Linked DNA regions of Hordeum vulgare: region 1 is linked to region 2. The links are chromatin contacts, called in public Hi-C maps. All regions are on one chromosome and are shown on one strand. Each heading gives the region's core, a stretch centred on a gene start, on an enhancer-like site or on the middle of the called end of the contact. The rest is flanking DNA. Distances are from core to core; before and after follow the strand shown.

Region 1 (5,277 bases), core at 1,146-3,645, 72 kb after region 2:
TTTTTTGCTAATGTGCTACATCCTCCGCTCACCTCCAACTTTGTCCGCGTGGGTGCACTATGCTCCTCCAACTTTGTCGAGGACGTTGTATCTATGAGCCCACTACAAGGCCAGCCCTCGGGAGAAGGGACCAACAGCACAGAGGGATGTCATGGTTAAGGGCATGATTCATTCTTCTCAAAACCTGGAACCATTGCACTGCTAGGTTTCCATTTCTACACAAATGGCGACTAAAAATTACACAACCCAACACAGCAAAAAGTAGACTGGAGAGTCATGGAAACAGTATGGGCACGTTGCAGGAATGAAGCCTGAGTAGGAGGGATGAATTTTTGGGGATGTCCTATACGGCGCCTTCAATGTGTTGGTCCCTAAAAATCAAAAATAAAAGTTCACAGAATTTGAAACAATTTTCTTCAATTTTTAAAAACAGTTCATTGATTTTGAAAAAAAATCACGAATTTTAAATTATGTTCACCGATTTTCAAAAAAGTTCACCAATGTTTTAGAAACTTCATCGATTTGGAAAAAAGTTCACAGGCTAAAACATAGACCGGATCTCTTAATGGGCCGGCCCATGGAGGAGCGCTGCAAGCGTGAGTTAGCCAAATTTGCCTTTAACCGGTGCTTGTGGCGCTAAATAGGGTTTCTGGAATTTCTGCTCCGTCGTCTTCACACTGTACATTCGTTATTTACCCCCATTAATTGTTAAAATTGTTTGTTTGGAATTTGTGTTGGGCTGTGTCAGGGCAATCCTTAGTGAGGTTTTTTTTAATGGGCTCAATCCAATTATATTTGTACCGTTTTGTGCATATTATTTTTTGCTTCATGTTAATGACAGGCTGACAGCCCAAAAATGTTATAATTAGTAGTCACATGAAGCATCTCTCAAACAAATAAATTACGCAGAGCAATATTATTATCTCTCCTTCATTCCACAATCACGATTACATGTAATTTTCAAGCAGAAGATGCTCCATACTACAGTATTTTTTATCTATGCATATTTTGATCAAAAGTCTAGCCCCATGGTTGTTATGTTGCAGCAGCAGTAGTCGTACATCCTCCCTGACACACAATTCGGCACAAAGTTCTTGAAGTTATTCTTCGAGCAGAAATTGCTGCAAGTCATCTCGTTGCATGGTACGATCCGGTGACAATAATTGCCTGCAAATAAATATTGGTTAATTGTCATACTCCTACATACAAAGTAAGTCAATTTGGAATTAATATGAGAACTAAAACATATATATATATATATATATATATATATATATATATATATATATATATATATACTGATATCTATAACGTTATATTTATCTTGTGCGTATGTTGATGACAAAACTATCATAGCCATGGCCATGACAGCAAGAACTGCAAGGAACATGACCGTGCTATCCTTACTGTGAAGTGCCATCCACCCCATATGTATATAATCAGCGGCTTCTGTTTTGGAAACGTAGCCCCATACGCTAATCCAATGATCCCTGAGGCTCTAATCCAAAGGCGTCATGGTGCTGGTACCCATACCTTGTTATGTAGATGTCACTGTTTTTATTAGTCTAAACATATTTTTATTATAATCAAACAATGTGCATAGGAATACAATGGAGGTCTGGTGTCATGGTGCTGGTACCCATACCTTGTTACGTAGATGTCACTGTTTTTATTAGTCTAAACATATTTTTATTAATCAAATAATGTGCGTAGGAATACAATGGACGTCTGGTGGCTTTAGGAGCCAAATATAATGCCCTAAACCTAACCCGGAAGCGTGTTCCTTGGTAGTTCTTCCTTGGAAAATGAAGGAACACAACTCGAACTGTGTCGTCGTACGTGGTTCCAATCTCCTTCACTATGCTTGAGTAGTAAGTCCCTGTGTGCATCTGTATATATCGTTGATCACATTTTGGCAGTCCGAGGCAATCAACACATGTGATAACAGGAGAGATTCTGTGCAACCGCCAATGACTCCCGGCAAGCCAAAGCTTCAAGGCATGATGCATAAGTTATCCCTGCCATCCAAATATATACTCCCTCTGTCACAAAATAAGTGTCTTAAGCTTAGTACAATTTTGTACTAGAGCTAGTATAAAGTTGAGACAGTTATTTTGGGACGGAGGGAGTAGTAAACTTACCCTAACTGCGAAGATACGAGTGGATGGATGTCGCTGATTTCTTGCTAATCCTAAAACAAGATTCACGGACGAACCCGCACGTTCTCAGCCACTAGCGATTTTCGACAGTTGGATCGAGCTGCTTGATGTAATCTGGATCGTCAGATCGAGATATGAAGGAATTTCGCCCGTCGGATCGCTACCCCATGGATAGTTAAAATACGCCCGAATTCGCTCGCGCTCTCTTTCTCACTTTGTTATTTTCAACCAACGGTCGCTGGCGAGTGGGGTCTCCCTCCTGATGGGCCCACGTGTCATGTGTTGTGCCTGCGTTGTGTCCCGTGCAGCCCTGTCACATCAAGCAGACAAAAAAAAAAGGCAATTTGGATATGTATGTATGTTTTGAACTTGATGGAGTTATCTGTGAATGTGTGTGTCAATATATTGTTGGATATCTATCCATACATTGATGTACTCCTATATATTTTTGTTTCAATTGTAGGGCTGTCACATCAAGCATTAAAAAAAGGCAATTTGGCCTCGAACCCGTGTAGCGATAAGACAATCGGCGTATGTAGCGAAGCCGTATTGTCCAAAAAAATATGCACTTGCCTTATTCTCTCTCCGTTTCTAAATATAAAACCTTTTAGAAATTGTACTATAAACTACATACGGATGTAAATAGACATACTTTAGAGTATAGATTCACTCATTTTGCTTCGTATGTAGTCTTTTAATAAAATTCCTAAAAGGTCTTATATTTTGGAAGAGTACTTGTCCAAACGGTCATGTACGTAAAAACACACTCGGCTTACACAGCCACAAAGACCTCATGTGCACCTGTCGGTTTAGTTATAAGCCTAGTGTTAATTAACCCACGACATATTCGGTTTAGATGTGACACGTGGCAAGTGTGTGAGCCCCTGCCATTGGTAGAATGGCGGCTACTAGCACACGGCTTAGGTATCTGATACCAAATCTGTAATGCAGACTATTATATGTTAGTATCATAGGGTAGCTCATTTATTGTCATGCAAGACACATAGTAACACATTATTTAATATGATACTGTATCATGATATGATACTAAACCCTTTTTTTTTTCATTTAATTTATGCCATCTCATCGAAATTGCATAGTTGGCATGCATGATACTACCTATGATACTATCATTACGGACAACCTTATACATAAGCCGTGAATCTTAGAGAGATCTCAGCTTGTCGTTAACACTCGGCTTACAAGCAGACATGTCCGTTACATGCAGCCGACCGTGATCCCGCTTTGTTCGCCGTAACGTGTGCCACTACTTTATACTCGACTTACCTATACGCCGTATGCCCGACAACTGACGCTCAACTTATGGTCCTTAAGCCGACATAATCTTAGCCGGCCGTGTGCTCCATGCTGAGTGCAACACTCGGCTTGCTGTTCGCCATGGTTAAAACGGCATTTGTCGTGTATGAAACGCACTACACGACTTTGAATATTTTTCCCCATAGTGTATCACAATTCCGCTGATATGATGATCAAACGAACAATGATGATGGGTTATTCGAAGTAGTGTCCAAATTTAACAAAAAGGGGAAAAAGTTGAAATAGGGAAGAGTAAAATTGATAAAGGATTGGTTGATTTAATAGATGATAAAACGCTCATGTGCTGGATATTATTAACGAATATAATTTAGATTTCATTGGAGTTCAGGAAACACGAAAACAAAAGGAAGATAACGGCCATTATTTGGAAACTTGATCCACAATCTAACTTCTCATGGCATTGGTTACTTTCCGAGGGTAGATCCGGAGGGATTCTGTGTGGAAACCTCTCTTTGTGGGAGGAGATATAAATCACGATCATGGAAGCGGAAGAATAAGAAATTGAAGAACAATCGACATAATTATCTTTTCAACACCGGTTTATGATTGGAAGCGGAAGAATAAGAAATTGAAGAACAATCGATATAATAATCTTTTCAACACCGGTTTATGACGTAAAGATGAACCACTAGCTAGATACGAGCACACGATATCGATCATACATTGATGATGTTGTTCATAATAATAAAAAGTTCGATATATAGTCGCTATAAACCATTTTTATTGGGACTGCATTCCAAGCGGCTGGATACAAGAAACGGCAATATTAATGCCGCAAATAACAACTAGCATCGCTAGAGATTCAGGAATAAACACAACAACACAATTTCACATCGTCCGGTTCGGTTTTGCAGTAGGCCCCGAGCCAAGGGTTGCCCGTGTATCTGCACATGGTCTTGCAGACATTCCAACGGCAAGTTGAAGTAGGCATGCACTTCTCTTGACGATCAACTAAACATTGAGGCAATGCAAAGATATTTATTTCAAATGTCCGGTAAGGTCTATTTTAGCAAAATTAATGCATTATGTAAGAAAAAATATATTAAAGGATGTTTGGAGATACGTACGTTCATAGCAAGAAGTTGGTAAGATCAAAGTGGAAGACATGATCATAATAACAATGCAGATTGAACAACCCATGTCATCAGTGTGATTGCTCTTAATGACTGCCATGGTTAAGACTAAGGAGAAAACTACTTCAAATTTGCATACTATGCTTATGATTGTCGTGCTCGGGGTGTGATATATATATTGGCAAAAACAAACCATGGGCAACCATCAATTGAAATCTTGCATTTATGTTATGCTCACATTGATTTTTATTCTAGTACAAACATCATATTTATTTATGTTCTCTATATTGGAGATATATTTTTTCATTTATGTCAAAATTAGCACCGTTCTAAGGTTTGACTTTTCCGCCCCATTTCGGTGGTCCTTTCTGGGTGCAATTATTCAGATATGCAAGCAAATCTTTTAGATATCAATATAAATGTCCCTTTCCATTTTATATGAAAATCAATTCATAGAAATATGTTTAGTTAACTGATCTTCTCGAGTTTACTTATTCCATGATATTTTCACAAATTTCATAAACGTTCGAACAAATTGACCGCTATACAAATATATATGGTTGTGATGTGATCTATATATAAGCCGCATGTCGGTAAAATACAAGATATTAACCATTCATTATTTACCATACATTAGAGCCTTGAAAATTCTGTATGCAATTGTTGGCATTTCACTCTTCTTATGATTACCACTTTTGCAAGTGTTT
Region 2 (6,011 bases), core at 3,290-5,789:
TGCAGCAACTGGTTACCTGATTTCCGGTCTCTGGTCCGTTGGAATGAAAAAGAATGGGGCGGCATCTCTTGTCCTCGTTCATCAAACTTGAATTCTGGAAATGTGAAATTAGTGCATTCCTTCCCTGGATCCTACCATAAGCCAGTGACGCTACTTTCTCGCTGTTGAACTTCTCCCACTTCTTCCCATTAAACGCCTGTAATTAAAGGTAGGCATCCAAAATTTAATTCAACCAGTGGGCATAGGCTGTAGTGAAATTCAGCTAGACAAAGATCCATTAGAGAACAATAGAGCATGTAAAGAGCTAAGAAAGAAAACACACCTGGTAGAAGGATACAATGTGCACAGGGGATATCATGTTAATGAACGCATAACCGACATTGCATTTGTTCTGCAGGGGAGAATGAAAAAACAATTATTACAGTGCTGGATATCTGAATAAGTCACTGAAAAACAACGGCATGCGGCAATATAAAGTATAGTACCTTGAAATCAATTGGCAGGTAGAAGAAGTCATATGTTCCTTTGTGGAGCTCATCAATTGCAGCCAAAAGCATCTTGGATGTGTACCTATAGAATTCAGGAAAAACATTGTGAGGACAACTAGCAAGCAATATAAAAAGAGCACACAAGAAAACATGGCATGAAAGCTGCATACTTGTTTGGAATGTTTTTAATCATCAATGTTGTCCGAGTATCCTCTCCTTTGCGGATCTTCTCCAAATCAAGCTGATACTGCTTCTTGCTATCTGCCTGGAACGCGCTGCTGTCAACTCGGCGGTTACGGCCACGTTCAATGGAGCTGTCGAGCCCATAATAACCAGGTCCTTGATATGTGGTGTTCCCAAAGAATGGTGGTTGCCCAAGCCTTGGCGATGGAATTGGTCTGAAGTTAGTAGAGTTATTATCTGTCAGGCTTCCACTTAGAGCAGAAACAGGATTGAGGGAAGCACGAGAAGCCATGTTCAGCATGAGACTTCCCCCGTTTCGGTTAGCACCGCCGATGTTCCCCATATTTGCAAACCTAACTTGATTCATAAACGATGTCTCGGGCGATTCAGGCAAAAATCCAAAGTGGCTCTCAAATGGAGCGCCTGAAGGGGCAGACCCAACATGATGACGGTTTTGATCCAAAGATCCAAACAACGAAGCCTGGCGACTACCATACAGGAAGCCCTGACCCTGAGGGCGGCTACTAGATGACATTGCATGACCAACTGGGGGTGGACGCCACATTGATGAGGATTGGGAATGCTCTGGATAAGGCTTTGGGCTGCCCCACAGAAACTCGGGCCCTGTTAAAGTCCCAGGACTCGAGCTCATATGCTCACTTTTACGTTCTTGGTATGACTGTGAATGCTGAAATGCAGCGCCGACGGACTGGTTGCTGTTTGAGAATACTTGATCGTATTTAGACCAGCTGTTATCCTTGCCGATTGGTGCGATCTTGAGAGCATTTGACAACATTGAAGGGGACATCCCGATGGGGCTCATCCCGTTTCCAGTAGGTGAATTGCTGAATGCATGCAGCAAATTGTTGTCGGTTGGACTACCATATTGAGCCCATGCCCCTGCCAAGAGATGATAAATTTCTTAGTTGTGAACAGGTGTTTTGAAGAAAATTAGATGAAGTGAGGATAACAAGACTTGAAACCGATCCAGTGAAAGTACCAGGAGGAGAGTTAGCCATGGGCGATCCGACGTGAGAATGCCTGTAACCTCTGGGTTCATCTTGTTCTAGTTCATGACCAAGGTGTTGCACCAAGCTAAATTAGAAGAAGAGCCAGATTAGACTGGTAAAAGTCATCAAAGACAGATAACTGAAAATTTGTGCTGTCCAAAATTCAAGGAACATCTCTAGAGGAGCAAGCAAGCATTTCTACTGCTTAAACAATATACCATTCAGTAACTCTAGGAATATCCATACCTTCTGCGAGTTCCACCAGGACGACTTGGCTCCAACTTGATGCGTTTTCCAGCGATCTCGCTCTTATTCAGTGACCGAAGCGCAGCTTCTGCTGCCCTAACGTCGTAGAACTCAATAAACTTGTGGTGCTTTTTGTTAGGCGTCTCTCTTATCTGCAAACAGAAATCAAACAGCTGTAATACCAAAAGAAAGATCTACAAAGCTGCATTTTCAAGCAGAAAATGCGATTTAGGGGGAGAACAAGACTTGGGAGTAGCATGCTGACCTCCTTTACTTCCCCATAAGTTCCGAAAATCTGGCGAACTTCTTCATTAGAAACTGACGGGTCCAAGTTAAAGATAACAAGAGTCCCCTGGTTTAAATCTTTGTCAGATGGATTCTCCTGCAAAATCAACAAGGTATTAAATTTCAAGAGTACTTTTGTGGCCAAGGGCTAAGGGGGCAAATGAAAAACACAACAAACCTTTGGGATAGAAAAATGTATGTCAAGCTTTCTTCTCCTCAGAGGCTTATTCTGCAATGAGCGCATCGCTCCACGTGCAGCTCGGATATCAAAATAAGATATCATTACAAATCCCCTATGCTTCGTTGCAGTGTAAAGGGTTCGGATATCCCCGAATTGCTGAAAGAAATGACAATAACGTCACTGTCAAGACAAACCGAGGCTCGACATCAAACAGATACAAATAAGAACAAACAGTGGTTATGATTAGTCAACACAGAAGATGCAGGTGTAAACATCAGATATATCCTATATACGAATATTTGGTTAAAGGATACACCTACAGCTGCTGAGTAATAACAGACAAATTGGAGTGGTTAAAAGGACATAAATCTGGTTACCTCAAAGAGAGAGCGCAGTTCAGAGTCCTCAACGTTACTGTTAATGTTCCTCACAAACAATGTCCTGGAAGGGTGCTCCCCCAGCGGATGCTCCCCAGCCACGGCTCCAGGACTGTTTGACAGGCCGAAATTGTTGCTGACCCCATTGGCCCTAAGCCCATCGCCTATGCTTGCATTCCCCAAACCAGCTGTGATGCTGTCCAGAGGGTCCGAGTCCAGCTCCATTCCCCCTCCGCTGCCAAACACGTCAAACTCCTCCAGTTCCTCCACGGGGTTCGCCTGAGAAGATGGCTCGATCTCATTCGTGATCCCAGCGAAAAGCTCATCTTCGTCGGGAAGCAGGTCGTCGATCTGACGGAGATCAAAGTCGAACGGGTAGTCGTTCCCCTGAGGATCATCGTCGAAGTCTTTCAGTTTAGCAGACGCGTCGTCCATCGAAGGGGTGCCATGGGCGGAGTCAGGGAAGTTCACTGAAAGAGAAAGGAAAATACACAAGATGAGGAATGCCACTCTATCACAGCACAATTGTATAGATTTTGTCAGACTTGTTCTGGCACGGCTAAAGCTGAGAATAGTTTAGAACGGCAAACTGGTGTTCCCTACTTGCATACATTCATCTGAATGATGCTAACCGGTAACTCTGGCAGACTTGTCAAACAAAAAAGACACAACACAGGCTACACAGCAATACTTCTTAAAAAAAAAAACTGCTGATTGGCAATCCTTGATTGGGGAGATGGAATCAATCATTGGCGGGCGTACATTTTTCATGCGGCAGGACGGGCAGTGATGTGGAGAAGATGCTGGTGTCGTCTCCTCCTCGAAGGCCATTGGGGGCGTTGGTGGCCGGCGGCGGTGCTGGCGGAGGGACTCCCCACGGGCTGCTGCTGCTGTAACCTGGCGCCGCCTGCTGCCGCTTCTTGACGGCGAGCGGCACGGCGAAACCTGTCATACATAGAAAGGGAAAGGCAAAAGCAGAGACATTAATTTCAGATGGTGATGCAGGACAGAGAGGAAAGACATTGAGGGATAGAGGAGGCGGCAGACCTGGTGGGCTGAGGGGTGCGGGTGATCGGTCCATCACTGCATTCGGCACCTGCAAGCAAGTAAATGAGCTAAATTTAGCATGCAAGCAGTTATGCCTGCCTGTGAATGGGAAGGAAAACGGGAGCATGTAAGCAGGATTGGTGGGTAACTCAAGTACCGGGTCAAAGGAGGAGTGTATTTGGGAACTGGATAAGCACTACTAGATGAGATGAAGCAACCAACTTTGACCCTACACATCCGACGATCAATCAATCAATCAATCAATCAACCTAATATAATCCAATCTAATAGAGTATTAATCTAATCTATGAGGGTGCGGCGGCGTCAACGATCCGAACCAACCAAGCAGATGAAGAATAGAGAGAGGCGAGTAAGGGAGGTCCATGGAGGGGGAGGGAGTGAATGAATCAAATCAGGCAAGAGAAGATTAACTAAGGGAGAAGACGATCAAGAAGAAATAAACCCAGCAAGAACCCAAGAAGAATTGGGGGCGGCCAAGAAGCCGACTGACCTAGCGCCTCCGGCGGAGGGGAAACCCTAGCTGCTGGACTGAATCGGCGGCGGCGGCGGCGGCGGGCGGAGAAGAGAAATCCGTCCACTGGTGCGTGCGTGGCCTCGGTCTCCGTCCGCCCCGGGCGTGGTGCGTCTGCGTTGGTTGGCGCGATGAGAGGAGAGGAGAGAGGAAGATGGGGAAAGAGAAACACAAAGCCCAAATCTTTTCTTTCTTTCTTGCGCTCTCCTCTCTCTTGTTTTTTTATACTCCACTGCTCCAGAGAAAAATAAAAATCGGTTCTTTATTTCACTACTGATGGTCCAACGCAATTGGTACTAGTAGTAGTGAACGCCGAGGAGATAAAACATTATACACTACTGATGGTTATCCATCCACAAAACAAAATAATCCACTGGATAAACATAGAAATGAGTTTTTTGTTTTTGTTTTCCTATGGGGGAGATTATTTATTTATATGGGAAGAAGTAGTAGTGGGACAGGTATGATTGATGATTGAGGCCATCCATCCTCCACTGCCTCCTCTTGTTTGTCGACTAACAATGGCAGGTAGGGCCTCCGGCACCTGGGAGCCCACGCGTCAGCCCTTATGGGTGCACCACCTGTTGGTCAATCTCTCATCAGCTAGTGGCCAAGCGGAGACGAGGCCCACAAAAGTCGGGAGGCGGGCGGGCCCACGAGGACGATGCCGGGTTGCGGGCCCGGCCTGTCGGTCCTTCCTTCCTTCCTTCCTTGAAGAGCGCATTCATAGGCTGGATTGGACCGGCGCCTCGCGTCCGCCTCGTTTTCTTTTTCTTATTTTTATAATGAATGAGAAAAAAAGAACTGTCTCATCCTCCAATTTCTTTTTAACACGATACCTATGCAAACGCTGATATAAACTCCAAGAATGTCATTACATTTACGTCCCATACGACTCTAGAGGTATAATTAGTACCTAATCCAAATTGTTGTTTCGTGTGAAATTTTGCCTTCTCTAGCTCCGCCTTCGTAACCTCCTCCTTCGGAGACCCGGCAAGCGTAGATGCCCACCTCCACGTCACCGTCAAATGATTATTCGGGTGAAGCTTGGCATCGACGCAAGGGGAGGAGTGGTGGCCTTCCTGGAACCAGAGCGACGACGACCTCACGTGCACTACTCTTCGTCGCTGCCGATGATGCCCGCCGACGTGCCAACTTCATTCGGCGCGACCTCGGTCTTGTCCTCCTCCTCGCCGTCGGTCTCGCAGAACGACGACACGCCCTCCTCATCATCGTCGTCCTTGGCTGCGGACGCCACCTCCGCCATCCATTGCATGTACCGCCAGCACACAAGGCGAATCTTGCATGAGCGCCTCCTGCTTCGTCAGGTCCTCGTCGCACGCGAACGCCCCGAGCTGCTCCTCCGCCTGCAAATGCTCCTGAAGGAGGAGGTGGTTGTAGGTGGCGTGGGCCTGCGTCTTCCGGAACCGCTCGATTTTCTCCATCAATTTTTGAGTTGCGGCATTTCCTTTCTTTGCAAAGAAAGTTGTCCTGCTTTATAGTAATGGAAAATTCGTGCATTTGGACTGACTCCTCCTTTGATTGATTTATTTATATTCGGATTCCACAAATTCAGAATCTGCCTTGCTACTTGCAGTTTTATTTTCACACAAAAGAAGAGAACAAAAAAGAAAGGGATAGCTACAGTCCAATCCATAGGAA

Evidence for each region. A called contact is a pair of places that touch in the nucleus more often than the background predicts.
Region 1: a contact with region 2 is called in a Hi-C map of leaf, with 3 times the contacts expected there. The contact joins the enhancer-like site here to the promoter of LOC123409652 in region 2. A contact is called at or near these places in 5 of 6 Hi-C or Micro-C datasets (leaf and seedling).

The regions. Positions count from the first base shown.
Region 1 is chr7H:1,420,391-1,425,667 of MorexV3_pseudomolecules_assembly, forward strand. No RefSeq gene overlaps it. Among protein-coding and RNA genes, the nearest start is that of LOC123410369, 7.6 kb to the right of the region's middle. Within about 2 kb of position 2,396, at least 2 of the 3 cell types and tissues checked have open chromatin away from gene starts, as enhancers often do. A contact at or near this core is called in leaf, where this site is marked.
Region 2 is chr7H:1,346,002-1,352,012 of MorexV3_pseudomolecules_assembly, forward strand. LOC123409652 (protein MEI2-like 2) reads right to left here and starts at 4,540. Exons shown (of 13, transcript XM_045102511.1): 1 at 4,329-4,540; 2 at 3,818-3,866; 3 at 3,533-3,715; 4 at 2,771-3,240; 5 at 2,391-2,549; 6 at 2,193-2,309; 7 at 1,928-2,079; 8 at 1,672-1,766; 9 at 659-1,571; 10 at 486-570; 11 at 323-391; 12 at 17-196. The coding sequence starts at 3,851.